Linked DNA regions of Triticum aestivum: region 2 is linked to region 1. Evidence: chromatin contacts called from public Hi-C data. All regions are on one chromosome and are shown on one strand. Each heading gives the region's core, a stretch centred on a gene start, on an enhancer-like site or on the middle of the called end of the contact. The rest is flanking DNA. Distances are from core to core; before and after follow the strand shown. Region 1 holds the start of LOC123111890 (lysine-specific demethylase JMJ25). Region 2 holds the start of LOC123111894 (endoglucanase 22).

Region 1 (6,685 bases), core at 2,033-4,532:
CCAGCAACACTCAGACTCAACCGAGGGATCGATTTATTTGTCCTACGCAACCAATTCGGGGGCTAATGATGTGGTCACCTATTACGTGTAGGGTCAAGGACCCATCATTCGGGACCCACATGGGGCCCATCACCATCATAGGTAGGTCCCTGGACCACGCCAACATTCGGATGCATACATCAACAACCCCACTCAGACAGCTCAACGACACTCGGACGACCACACGTCACTCGACTGATGGATCATCACTCAGCATAGAAGGCAGGAGGACATCGTGGGAGCTACAATGGTCGAGGATCCCAAGTCATCCATAGTGAGTCATAGCTACCATTACCTATAACTGTTGTAGTATAGGCTCATTATACTAGTAACTGACTCATTCAATGTCATTAATTGCCTCGGCGGCGTGGGGGACATGGGTTGCAGCGCACTCTATATAAGCCGCACCCTTCTCCGTAACTAAGTAGCGAGCAACCTTTCTAATGATACCTATCATATCAAAGCAAGCCTTAGGGCACGAGACGTAGGGCTTTGACCTCCACCGAGTGAGGGGCCTGAACTAATTAAACACCGAGTGTTACACCTACGCCGTAGCTAGGCTATGCCTCTTATTCGTACCCCTAGTCTCATTGTCAGGATCATAACCCTGGCAGTAATAGTAGTATATTTAGTAAGATTAACAGTCTACTTGTCTCGGATGTAATGCATATGTATTGATCATGCCATGAATATTGTCATAACTATGCATTTTTTCTATCAATTGCCCAACACCAATTTGTTTACCCACCGTTATTATGCTCATGAGAGAGATGCCTCTAGTGAACGTTATGCCCCCGGGTCTTTTCACTTTATATTTACTAAAACCCTAATTACTTGCTGCAATTTATTTAATTTTGTAATTTATCTATCTATCACTACTAGAATTAATCCTTACAATTAACGAGTACAAGGGGATTGACAACTCTCTTGTCCGTGTTGGGTGCAAGTATTTGTTGTGTGTGTGTGTGCATATATTGTTGACGTTTGTTTGCGTGAGTCTCCTACTGGTTTGATAAATCTTGGTTCTTAAATGAGGGAAATACTATGTACTACTATACTACATCACCTTTCCTCTTCGGGGAAATCCCAACGCCTATCACAAGTAGCAGCGACGAGAATGCCACGGGAGGTATGGGTGACGACATGGCAACTCCATATAGACGGCTCTTTATTGTACTATTAACCATGCTCTTAGGTTGTGCATCACGACCAAGACACAGGAAAAAAATGAGAGACCTTAATGTTTATTTATTAATCAGTATCATTGCATGCAATGAACTGACCATTGTATGCCGTGCCCGGTAGTCTCAAGTCATTAAAAGCATGCACGCCCCACGTCTCTTATTGGTTGATTCTTTATTCATGTAAAAAACAAGAAACGGGGTAAGAGTTAATGTACCATGTCTAAACATTCTGGGATTATTTGATTTTTGTAATGCACGTAATACACCGGCACGAAGGCAGTAGTAACATAGACTAGACTACTGCCGTATGCATGACAGTAGTCTAAGTTACGCCCCACTATGACAAGCCTTAAGCAAAAACAAAAGACAAGCCTTAAGGGCATCACCAAGGCGGACCAACAAACCTCCCGTAACCGTCCAGACCGCGTTGTCCGGACCGCGGAAGCCACCATCCAATGCCGGCCTGTATCGGTCCGCGGTGCGGTTCGGACGCCTTTTCTCCCGCGTATTGGAGACAAAAGTGTGGGAGGTTTGCGGGAGTCCGGACACCCGAAACGTAGGACTCCGACACCCCCGGCCCACCTAATCCCCCTTTCGGTCCCATTTCCTTCCACTCTGTCCCTCCCCTCTTGCTTTGCATCGGTACCCTCCACCTCCGCCGCTGCCGCTGTTCATCTCCAGCCGCCACAGAGGCATTGCCCGAACGTCCGCAAGCAACACCGATGCGCCCCACTCGCCGTTCCGACGGAGCTTCCCACCCTAGAGCCATTTGTACCCAGGTATGCTCCGTCCCTGTCAACGACCTCCATGGAGGACACCACGCCCAACAGGTGTCCGGTCAAATGCCATTGAGCTTATTTTTCAGATGCTCTGTCATTTTTTAGAGTACGAAGGTTGATGAGCTACTCGACCATGGAGGATGAGTTGTGCGATGCGTGGCTGGCCATATCCGCGGATTTCATAGGCAGGAGCAGAAGGGAGCCCTTCTGGGAGCAAGTGCATGTAAAGTTTCACGCATGAAAGCACATTGCGCCCTACGACACGTACATCATTCAACGACGCAACGTGAGGTTGTTGTTGTATCGCTGGCGCGCTATCCAGGTCGGCGCCATCACGTTTTGCAATTTGGTGGCCATTGCACGCGGACATGGAGGAGATGGTAAGTTTTACTCTCTCTTGCTCAACTTGTTGATTGATTCATACACTCAATATCGGTCTACACATTATATGTAGCCCGCACACGCCGCCGTGGTGTACCACGTGATAGAGAGACGGCCATTTACGTGCGCATACTGTTGGATGAAGTCGAAGGGGGAGTGTGGAACGACATGATCCGTTGATGAAAAACTTGCCGGACATCCGGGATCTAGTCGAATTAGGGACATTGTTGTACTAGACTTGATGTGCATGATATGTATGAATGATTTGTGCTATTTCTATCCGAACATTGATGAATATCAACCGCTTTTCATCAATTTCATCCGGTTAGTTAAAATGCGGTTCAAAATATATGCCACCACGGTTGTATGGTGTCGTTCCGCATCCGTGTTCGTGAAGCGGTCCCTCTGTCCGCGGACGGATGGGAGAGCATTTTTGTGGTTCCCGTTGAAGATGCTCTGAGCCAAACAGGAATCGTTCCCTGATTGCGAACATGTCTGGTCATCCGGGCACAATGCTTTGGACGCTGCTGTAACCTGGTACTTCCGTCAAAAGCAGAAAACGTGTCAAGGTCTTAGCTGTAACAATACGGGGCCTGGCCGGCCTATACTCTGTACAAAAAAGATCCGTTGGACCTTTCTACCGCTCGAAAGTTGTGCGGCACGCCTCACAAGTCACGACTTGGCACGACCTGTCACGCCCGTCAACGTCACTCAGGCCCATTCCGTAGCGAACGAACCTTCGTTTCGCACCTGTAATTACGTTTTTATGCACACAAAAATATACAGCAGGTAATAAACGACAGTACAACATTTACCGTACATTCCCCACACAAGAAAACCTTTCGCAGCTAGTAAATCCAACCAGCCCACCCGTCAGTCACGAGATGCGACCAACCCACCGGAAACCGAATCAAAAACCAGCAGCGGCCGCAGCAGGGAGGAGCGAGCCTCGTATCGGGCCGCCCCGTACGCGCGTTCCACGTGGTCGCTACTCCCTCCGCCCCTCACTCCCCTCCGACGAAAACACCTGCGGGCTGCGGCCCTGCCCGCCCCGGCCAGATTGCGCCCGACGGATAGAGGTAGCTATTAAATCCGGGAGATCGGATTGGAAGCAAAATCGAATCCCCGAATCTGGGTTGCTCGCCCTGATCGGCCGTGGGTTCGCGCGGCGTCGTCGGCGGCGGCGGCCATGGGGGCGATTGGTTGCCGTCGGGCCGGGGGGCCCGTGGGCTGGCAGTACGTCTTCGAGGATGAGGAGGACGAGCGCGAGGACGAGGACGCGCCGCTCGTGGAGGAGGAGGGGGCGGACGAGGACTGGGGGGTCGAGATGGAGAGGAGGGGGACGAAGAGGAAGGGGCCGCGCTCGTCGCGGCCGCGCAAGACGCGGCGCGTCGCCACGCTCTGCGTCTCGCCGGCGTCGTCCGACTCCGGGTCCCCGTCGTCGAGCGCCGTGCCCAAGCGGCGGCGCGTCGCCACGCTCCGCCGCGTCTCGCCGGCGTCGTCCGACTCCGGGTCCCCGTCGTCGAGCGCCGTGCCCAAGCGGCGGCGCGTCGCCACGCTCCGCGCCTCGCCGGCGTCGTCCGACTCCGGGTCCCCGTCGTGGAGCGCCGTGCCCAAGAGGCGGCGCAGCGGAAACGGGGCCAAGAGGGGCCGCCCCGTCGCCGTGCCCGCGGAAACGGCTGCGCCCGCAGCAGAGGAGGCGACGCCGAGCACCAGCGCCGCGGGCCGCACCAAGGGGAGGAGGTCGTGCCACCAATGCAAGGGGGCGATGAAGCAGCAGATGACCAAGTGTAAGCGATGCCGCGAGAAGATCTACTGCGGCCACTGCATCGAGGATATGTACATCTCTCTTCTCACCCCGCTTGTAATGTTCGGTTATTAGCACGAATGAACATCCGAGTTACCAGTGAGGCCTGTGGGTTTGCAGGTACCCGGCGTTGTCGTTGGCCGAGGTTAGAGCCGGGTGCCCGTCCTGCCGTGGAATCTGCAATTGTAAACGGTGCACTGCCAAGGAGCAGGGTGAACCCAAGGTGATGATCTTGTGGCTTGCTGAGTTATTTCCGATAGTGCAAACGCATCAGCAGTTCAGCATGATATCAGCACTAGAGATTTCTAGGTTACATTCATAAGATTTCTTGTTTTAAAATAACTGTTCTCCGTTGCGACAAACTGACAATGCTGTGACTTGTAGTACAAATGGTTGTTATATTGTGACATGGAAATCTAGTTATCGAGTGTTTGCAGTGTTTGACGTACTTACAGTTTTGTGAAACCATAACAGTTGTAACAAAAAAATCGACGCCATATGTGTAGGTCTAAAAATATGCATTTTTTCCACCTGTAGAGTTCAGTTTCGAGGAAACGCAACGGCAGTAGATCAGTAACGAAGAGAAAGAAGGCTAACACCTCAGGTGTAAAGTCAACCAGGGCTCGTAATGAGGTGGCACAGACTGAAGCAAATGACAACTCCTTCCTAAGATCCAATGAGATTAATAGCACATCTGTCATATTAGACAAGGTAGATACGTTGGATGCAAGACCTGATGAGATTGCTCGGGAAACTAAAGTAAAACATGCTAGATATCTGTTGCACTATCTGGTGCCTTGTTTGAGTGACCTGAACAGGGATCAGATGGTTGAGAGAAAAATAGAGGCCGAAATTCAAGGTAAACTAGATTCTGCAGAACATGTAGAAACTAAATAGAGTGGTGCCTTGCAACTAATTGTTACTTACCCTGTTTTCTGCCAAACAGGATTGGAATTGTCTGAACTGAGTGTTGAACAGGCTGACTGCTGGAATGATGAGAGGATGTTCTGGTACTGAGTGCTCCATTCATTCAACTTTGGATTTTTTCCCCACTTCCTGTTGTTATTTTATACTTTGTAGTTATGATTTCATTTCTATTTCATCCAGTGACAATTGCAGAACTTCGATCTTTGATCTGCATAGAAGCTGTCCAAACTGCTCATATGAATTATGCATTGCGTGCTGTAAGGAGCTTCGTGAAAATAATCTAGAGGGCTCTTGTCGGGAAGAGCTGGTGTCTTATCCTAATAGAGGAATTGACTATATGCATGGTGGTGATCCATCGCCTGAGTTGATGAACTGCGTGCAAACAAACTTGTCCAGTTGCCAGCCTAAGACTACCAAGTGGTGTGCTAATACTGATCGGACTATTAATTGCCCCCCACCTGAACTTGGTGGTTGTGGTGATCATGCCCTTAAGTTGAGACAGATGTTTCCAAAAGATTGGTTAAATAAGCTCGAAAGGGATGCTCTACAGTTGAGTAAGCAGCTAGAACCTTCTGATATTGTCAGCGGATATACACATGAATGCCCATGCTGTACTAAACATGAAAATGCAAGGCATGCTGCTACCAGAGATAATTCAACAGATAACTGCCTATACTGTCCAAAATCAGATAATGAGAAAGGAGACGATCTAACTCACTTCCAGAGTCACTGGGTTAAAGGAGAACCTGTTATTGTACAAGGGGTACTACAGAAAATGCCACATTTGAGCTGGGAGCCACCACATATGTGGTCTGAAGTACATGGTGCTAGTACTACCCCTGATATGAAAAATGTGAAGTGTATTGATTGTTTATCTTGTTGTGAGGTTAGTGAAAAATATTCCATATCTAGGAATGTTTTTATTTCTTGAATACCTTTATAGTGTACTCCCTCGGTATCAAAATATAAGACGCTTTTTGACACTTATATTTTGATATGGAGGGAGTATTTGTTTGTCAACTGATTCCAAATACATAAGATATTAAGGTGTAAAAAAACACTTTGTTGTCAAGATCTAATTTTTTTTCCAAAGGTATCTGGTAGCTGATTGTGTTACACATTTACCAAATTTCTATAATTATTATGAGCATTCTATACCTATCCATCAGTTTTAATATAATCATTAGCATCCTGAATGTCGAAAAGGTCCTGGTGTCGATTAATTCGTTCACCGTCACCCAAAAAATTTGTTCAGTCCCATGAGCTCATTAGCTGGAAAGTGTTTACTGTCTTGAAGTACACTTTTCTTTGGTTATTTCAGGAATAACTCATCACAGTTGTCTGAAATATGTAATTTAATTTAAGTGCAAGGTTCCAAGAGAACATATATTCAGACAAATTTCTGTTGGGATGGATGAGTGAGTTGGATTAATCTGTTTCATGCGGACTTGATCAGTGTAGTCATATGTTCTTCATTTCTCATTACCCAGAAAGGAAATTCACCTTTTGTGTTTAAATAATTCAGGTCGAGATACGCACACAGGATTTCTTCAATGGATACTATTATG
Region 2 (7,056 bases), core at 2,488-4,987, 420 kb after region 1:
ACCGGGTGGTCGATTGTTTGGCATAGGCCAGCATGGATCTCAACACCTATTTGTGGCGAGGGCTACGTTGATGGTCGAGTCGTACTCGCTAGCTCGCAGAGGAGTAATGGTGGCATTGGATGCCATGCTCGACGAGGTTGTTCCACTTGACAGCGTGTGCATATTTGTGTGGGTAGCTAGGTGCCTAGGTTGGCCGAGGTGCCCCGACTTTGCGGACATGTTGTCACCGTATTATTATTATTTTGCTATTTTTCAAACAAAAACGTTGATGGAAAACTTCCCATAAAAGGAGATTTTTGTGGTGCAAGCTCGTCCGGTAGAAGAAGAAAGAAAAAGCTACAGTAAGAAAGCTACTGCGCCGTGAAGACCAGGGCTGATGAAGAACTCGCTATGAGACAACGCCGCTTCCATTACCTACTATACCCTCACGACAGTGCGCTCGAGACCAGGCCAGGTCACCCATCCCACTCATCCCTCTGTGGACCAGGACATCCATGTGGAATTCTAGGAGCATGGTGGGGCCGCACGAGGCCACCAAGTGTGAAGTGCACGGCCAGAGACAGAAGAGAGTGAGGTGATTTCTTGCTCCGCATGCAAACGATGCGACGACACCGTCGACGAGTCCTCCAGATGGCTTGCACGGAAAATAGAGCGAAAGGCGATTTCTTGTCTAGTTCTCTCCTCCGTAACGCGTGGCGTGGAGGTCTACGAGGGAGCGAGTGACACCACCAGCGTTTTGCCGGGTTCCCTGCAGAATACATGCAGCGCCATCGGTCGCCCGTGTCTTTTCCCGCGCGTCAGTTTTGGCCTTGACCAAGTTAGTTAGTTAGCTGGCGGTATGCGTGTGGATTAACGGCCCTACCGCAGGTATCGCGAGCGAGAACAAAGCCCCAAATTTCCTGCGTTTTTGGGCGGTTTCTGCAACCGGGGGCGGGAGAAAAAAAATATGTCTGGTCTGGCGCGCACGCTCCTCGCATCATCAGCAGCAAATTAAAAGGTGTACGCATAATCGAATCCAGCAGAGCAGATAGATGGCCAGCCAGAGGATATAGCGCCGGCCGTATACTGATCTCAGCACGCATCGGGCGCCATGTGCCTGGCCATCGATCGCTTTGCAGCACCGGGATCCTGAGGCGTACGTCCGTACGTCCATGCCAGGCGTCCGATTCCTCGCTGGTGCGGTGTGGCTGTGGCAGGGACAGGGTCAGACTGCCAGGGGACGCCGGATAGCCAGCCTCACCGGCTTGTCGACGCGATCGTAATAATTCGTAATTGAGACGAGATTGATGGTGACAGGGCGAGGATTGACGAGACTCCGATAAAGCACCACTTCCTACTAATCCGAGACAAAGGAGACGGCTAGCTTCCTTCCCTTTTCCTCCGTAAAAACTACGCCTACCACCGAGAAAGGATCAAGTCGTGCCTTGCTAGTTAAGCGTACGTAGAGTAGAGAGGTCGCCGGCTGGTTCAAACCCTACCGGGTCGGGTCAGGGAGCAGTTGTGCGATCAGAGGCTTTTCCTCTGTTTAGCGGCAGCACGGCTCAAGTTTTTCCGGAAAGGAAACCGAATAATCCTAAAGCGGGGCGAGCGCGATGTGGACAGGAAAAGCAAAGCCCCGGCTTAATTAGCAAAACCCCGCGGCTTTCAGGCGGGAAAGTCCCCCAGCGGATCGATCCAGATGCTCGGCCATGTGAGTGAGCGCAGGGCGCCCTCGCTGATCCCCGGCCACCATCATTGCGGGAACCTGATCTACTGACTGGCTCACTCCAAGCTAACAAGTGGACTTGTTAGTCGTTGATGATGAACAGCGACGTGTGTTGGAGCTATGTATCTGTTGATGGATCTCAGTCCACTCATCACCGTCTGATGGGTGGATCGCAGGTGGAGTGTATGAAACAGGTTTGATTTTTTGCATCTGAGCGCGCTTAATGCCTGCTCGAGCTAGGCATGGGACAGAGGTGTGGATCCTACATGGCTTCTTTTGGGGAGCAGGAAAGTGTTTCAGCCATGTGAGACATTAATTCCCCTTTCTTAAGCAAACAACCGTCTAGTGTTTGTCGTCGTGGGAGTGAAAAAAAAGGGTACTGTTACGAATACTCCTACTTGGCAGCGCAGGACTGTTCGTGGCTAGGCGTACTGATTTCAGCGAGGAGGGGAACATGCACGGTCATAGGCTAGCCCTTGGTAGCACGGCTCAACCACCAGCACCAACTTAATTTGATGAAAGCGAATTCTTCTAGTACCAATAGTAAATGATGAATGAACAGGTAGTAAAAAAATTGAGTGTGGACGTACCTTGGAGGCGAGGACCTGGAGGCCGGCATACTTGACGTCCCAGCTGAACTCGGTCATGGCCCAGCCGACGCCGCCGAAGCAGTCGGCCTTGTCGACGGCGTAGCGCAGGAACTCCTCCTTCCCGGTGGCGCGGTGCAGCCAGAAGGCCGCCCACAGCAGCTCGTCCCGGTACCCGCTCACCGACGCGTAGAAGCCCCGCACCTCCGTGATGCTCATGTCGTAGTTGCCCCTGTATCTGTCCCCGAACTCGAACAGCTGCACGCACAGTCGCAGTCAGAATCAGATACAGGTGGCTTGTCCCGCACCGGTGATGTGTTACCACGTAGAGACACGTACCTGTTGTGCGTGGTGGAGGAGGATGTGGGAGTAATGCGGGTTGGAGGCGCGGAAGACGATGGAGGCGGCGGCGAGCGCCGCGGCGGTCTCGGCGACGAGGTCGGAGCCGGGGTTGTCTTTGTCCACGCGGTACGCCTTCCGCGACGTCGTCATGTCCTCCGGCCGCTGCCAGCAGTAGTGGTCCGTGTCGCCGTCCCCCACCTGCGGGTCCCATCCCGTCAGACATCGTCCGCCATCAAGGCCATCATTCGCATCGCAGCAGTAAATTAATGGCGGTCGCCTTGGGCATCCGCTTTTCCCGTGTCGTCTCGAAGCGGTCGCGCGGGCGATCGGACGGACGACGGTCGTGGCGGTAAAAAAAGAAGGAAAATGCGCAACGTGCGTGCGTACCTCGGCCCAGTAGACGAAGGGCTCGGTGTGCGCCTTGATGAAGTAGTCGGTGCCCCACTTGATGGCCTCCAGCGTGTGGTGCCACTCGCCGGCGGCGGCGATTTCGTCGCCGAACTCGATGGCGCCCCAGGAGAGCATGGTGACGGTGAAGGCCATGGGCAGGCCGAACTTGACGTGGTCGCCGGCGTCGTAGTACCCGCCCACCAGGTCCACGCCCTGCTGCAGCCCGTCGGTGATCCCCGAATGCCCCCGCCACCTCACGCGCTGGTTGTACGGCAGCCGCCCGGAGCGCTGCGCCTCGAAGTAGAGCAGGCTCTTGGACAGCGCCTCTCGGTAATCCGGCTCCGCGTCGGCGGTCACCGCGGCGGCATCGCACCCGAGGGACAGCGCCAGGACGGCCGCCTGCAGGAGCACCAGCGCGGCGGCGGTGGCGACGACGGGGCTACCAGCTGCCCGCCGGACGCGGCCCCGGCTCATGGCACGCACGCGCGCGCGCGCCGACGCACGGCAGCAGTCACCACTCACCAGCGCGTCGGTCTCTCGCCTCCCAAAGCCCGCGATCAAGGACCTTGTGTTTAGCCGGAGTGTTTGCTTGCTGCCCCGGTTTCCAGTGGAGACCCTTTCTTTCCTTTCTATCTCTCTTTTATCTCTATCTTTGAAAGTGTCTGACTGTCTGATCCCGTGCTGGGGTGTAAGCAACTGACGCTATTGTGCGCGTGTAAGCACGCAAGCAAGGGAGGCCAGTGTCAAAGTCTTTCCAGGTGCGCGAGAGATGACGGGCGGGTCCCGCGCACGTAGTACGTACCACCGCCGTCTACACGGCGTGGCCGTGGCGTTGGCGTCCCCCCCGCGACACGTACGCGCGCGACCGGTGCACCGATTTACGTGTCCACGGCGGCCCCGCGCGCGGCCAAATGGGTGCCGACTGACGAGACGCTTCGCCGGTGGCCGCGCGCTGCGTTGCGTAGAGCGCTCGGCCTCGGCCTCGGCGGGGGTGGGGGATGGAGATCGGAGGTCAGTGGTTGGACGGACCTGATCACCGCTCCTGCAGCTTGATTGTGGGTGAGCGACATTAATACTGGCTTGCTAAGTGGGGGAGGGGATTATTGCCCGGCCGTGCAGGGGCAGGCAGGCAGGCAGGCATCGAGTGAACACAGGGCGTGCTCCGAGCCCACGCTCCACGCTGGTTACCGGCAGGCCACGCGTACCCAACGCCCACCGGGCTTCATTCAATGGCGCAGCCGGGCTGGGGCGAGTATAAACAAATGTCGGTAGTACGTTGGTAGGGCATGACAGGCAGTGCGGCCTGGCATGGGCGGGGCGGCGCGGCGCGTGCGTACACGTACGTGCTGGACTGCCGCGGCCACGGACAGATCGGATGAGCTGGGCTCTCGACGTGCGTGCGTGCCTGCGGAGGACCGTGGTGACTACGGTATACGCGTATGAAGCTCCGGTAAGAAAAAGAGGAAGTCGTAATAGTGCGCATTGGCTGGCAATGGCATGGCGCGACCGACGGAGCGAGGGTGCTCCGCTCGGGCGCCGACGAGCGGATGCGGACGAGATAATTGCGTATGGAGCAGAAGCCACTATTAATCACGACGTGCACGTGTCGGTATCCACTAGCCATGGCGGGAATCGAACTGGCAAGCAAGCGAGCCAAAGGTGACATCGCGCGGCGTGGACGCGTCAGTCGATGCCGACGGCGCTCTCGCGAACTGCGGGATGTCACTACGTGCCCGCCGATCCGCCGGTCGCCGGTGACCATGCACGTCCCAGTCTCGACCCACTCACGCGACACCTGATTTGGGCGCAATAATCACGGGATCCATGGCACACGCGTGATGGTTTTACGGCCTAATTGACTCGGTTCGCCGGCCGGCCGCCGGCGCCGCTCGTTACGTGTCGTCGGCGCGGAACCTTTGCACGGTCTGGACAGCATTTGGCATGCACGTTCTTGAGGCCGCCTATGTGCCGAGCCCCGCGCTTCCCATTTTTCCCGGGCGCTTTCAAAGCGCGCACTGTGACCAGTCGCGGGCACCCTACGGAATTTTGCCGGGAGATAAATATATTTATGGTCACTCAATTTGAGTCTGAAGCACGCTACGATCACTGTACTTCAGAATACGCTCGTTACGGTCATTATATACGTTCTGCAGTGATTATACAGTCACTGGATCACCGTATAGCACCGTATTTGATCTGTTGACCGGTCAACGTGGCATCTAGTACAGCCGCGGCATTGCATTCTTTTTCTGACTTGTAGGTCCCGCCTGTAAGTGGAGGAAGAAAGAATAAAATATATAATGGGCAAAACGCGAGAACGGGGAATCAAACCTGCGATCACTTGGCGGCAAGTCTCGCGCATCAACCTACTGAGCTAACAACAATGCGCGTTATGTAAGGGAACCACAACTTTGTTATTATAACGAACACATACATTTCGCATTTCTCATGTGCGAGCTCGCCCAGATATGGGCCGACCCATTTCATGTTTTCACGCTTTTCTTCAACCGCCTTTTCTTTTTATATATTTTGTCGTTCGATTTTATTTTTATATTCTTGTTTATCTCATTATTTTTTCAATATTAAAATTCTAAATATTTTTTGAAATTTCAGGAATATCTTTTGACATTTTCTATTATTTTTAAATTCGCGTCCAATACGTGCACATGTATTCCTGTTTGAAAGTTGGAAATATTTTTGTGCAATTCGTGCACAATTTGTGTGCATGTGTTCCTGGTTTTGAATTTTGCTCCTATTTTGGGAACAAAATTTTAGATTCACAAGCAATTTCGAATTCAAGAACTTTTTTTTTGGAAAAATAATTGACAACCGCACGGCACAAATAAAACACAGACAAAAAACACTAACACGCATACACTCACAGAGCTATATAGCATAAACGAAAAAACACAATTTAACAAATAACACAGACACAACACGTCGTACGACTATAATATGCTTGACAGTCGTATGTGCAACACAAGCTAGCGTCGGTCGAGTTGGTTTCTGAGCGATTTCCGTAATCCCGAGGTCTCAGGTTCTATTCCTCTCCAGCACACAAAATTTTCATTTTATTTATTTCTTCTATTTGACTGGCATGTGGGACCCGTATGGCAGAGAGAAAACAACAGTCAACAGATTGCCACATTGACCGGAGTTGACCGGTCAACAGATCAAAATACACAGCTATACGAAAAACCAGTGACCGTATAATCAACGTAAAACGTATATGATGACCGTAACGAGCGTATTCTAAAGTACAGTGACCGTAGTGTGCTTCGGACTCAACTTTAATGACCGTGAGTGTATTTATCTCTTTTGCCGGGTTTAGCGTGACACGTCGGGGGAGGGTGATCATTGCCGATCGGTGCGACGGAGACAGAGCCCATTAACCATCACGTAGTACTCCCTCCTTTTCGGTTTATAGGGTTTATCTCAAAATTTTAGTTTTTCCATTTTATAAGACTTAATTTGATTGTTTTCCATCACATATTCAGATTCCAAGATGCATTAAATCATTGCATGCAACCAACTGCGCCAGATGGTGATAACCACATGTCCGTGATTAGCTAGTTTCAACGACCAACTGCGCGAGATTTCTGTTTCAGAGGCGTGGTTACTTTTGTCCTCTGAGGACAGTGTGGACAATTATCAGGATTCGCTGATAATGTGGACAATCATCAGGATTTCAACCGGCCTGCCAGACAGATGCCGCGTAACGTGTCTATATCCCGGGAAAACTTTCATAACTAAAAATCCACAACCTTCGGTTTATCTTTTTGAACATCCGTACAGACACAAGCGCTTATATACACGCGCATACACTTACCACTATGAACGCACACACGCACACCCTACCCCTATGAGCACCTCCGAAAGACTGAGCCGCATATCATCTTGAAATTTACGAAGTCACCGTAAGCACCTCGTCGTCGACGGGAACGTCTCCTCCCACTGAATGTGCATCGCCGAAAATCCTGAAATAAATTCAAGAATAAATGTGAGCACCAGGATTTGAACCCTGGTGGGCTG

Evidence for each region. A called contact is a pair of places that touch in the nucleus more often than the background predicts.
Region 2: a contact with region 1 is called in a Hi-C map of leaf, with 5 times the contacts expected there. The contact joins the promoter of LOC123111894 here to the promoter of LOC123111890 in region 1. A contact is called at or near these places in 2 of 5 Hi-C or Micro-C datasets (both in leaf).

What each region holds. Positions count from the first base shown.
Region 1 is chr5B:366,326,913-366,333,597 of IWGSC CS RefSeq v2.1, forward strand. LOC123111890 (lysine-specific demethylase JMJ25) reads left to right here and starts at 3,283. Exons shown (of 12, transcript XM_044532767.1): 1 at 3,283-4,222; 2 at 4,311-4,413; 3 at 4,728-5,049; 4 at 5,137-5,200; 5 at 5,298-6,003; 6 at 6,643-6,685. The coding sequence starts at 3,573.
Region 2 is chr5B:366,744,461-366,751,516 of IWGSC CS RefSeq v2.1, forward strand. LOC123111894 (endoglucanase 22) reads right to left here and starts at 3,738. Exons shown (of 4, transcript XM_044532772.1): 1 at 3,022-3,738; 2 at 2,632-2,832; 3 at 2,296-2,550. The coding sequence starts at 3,498.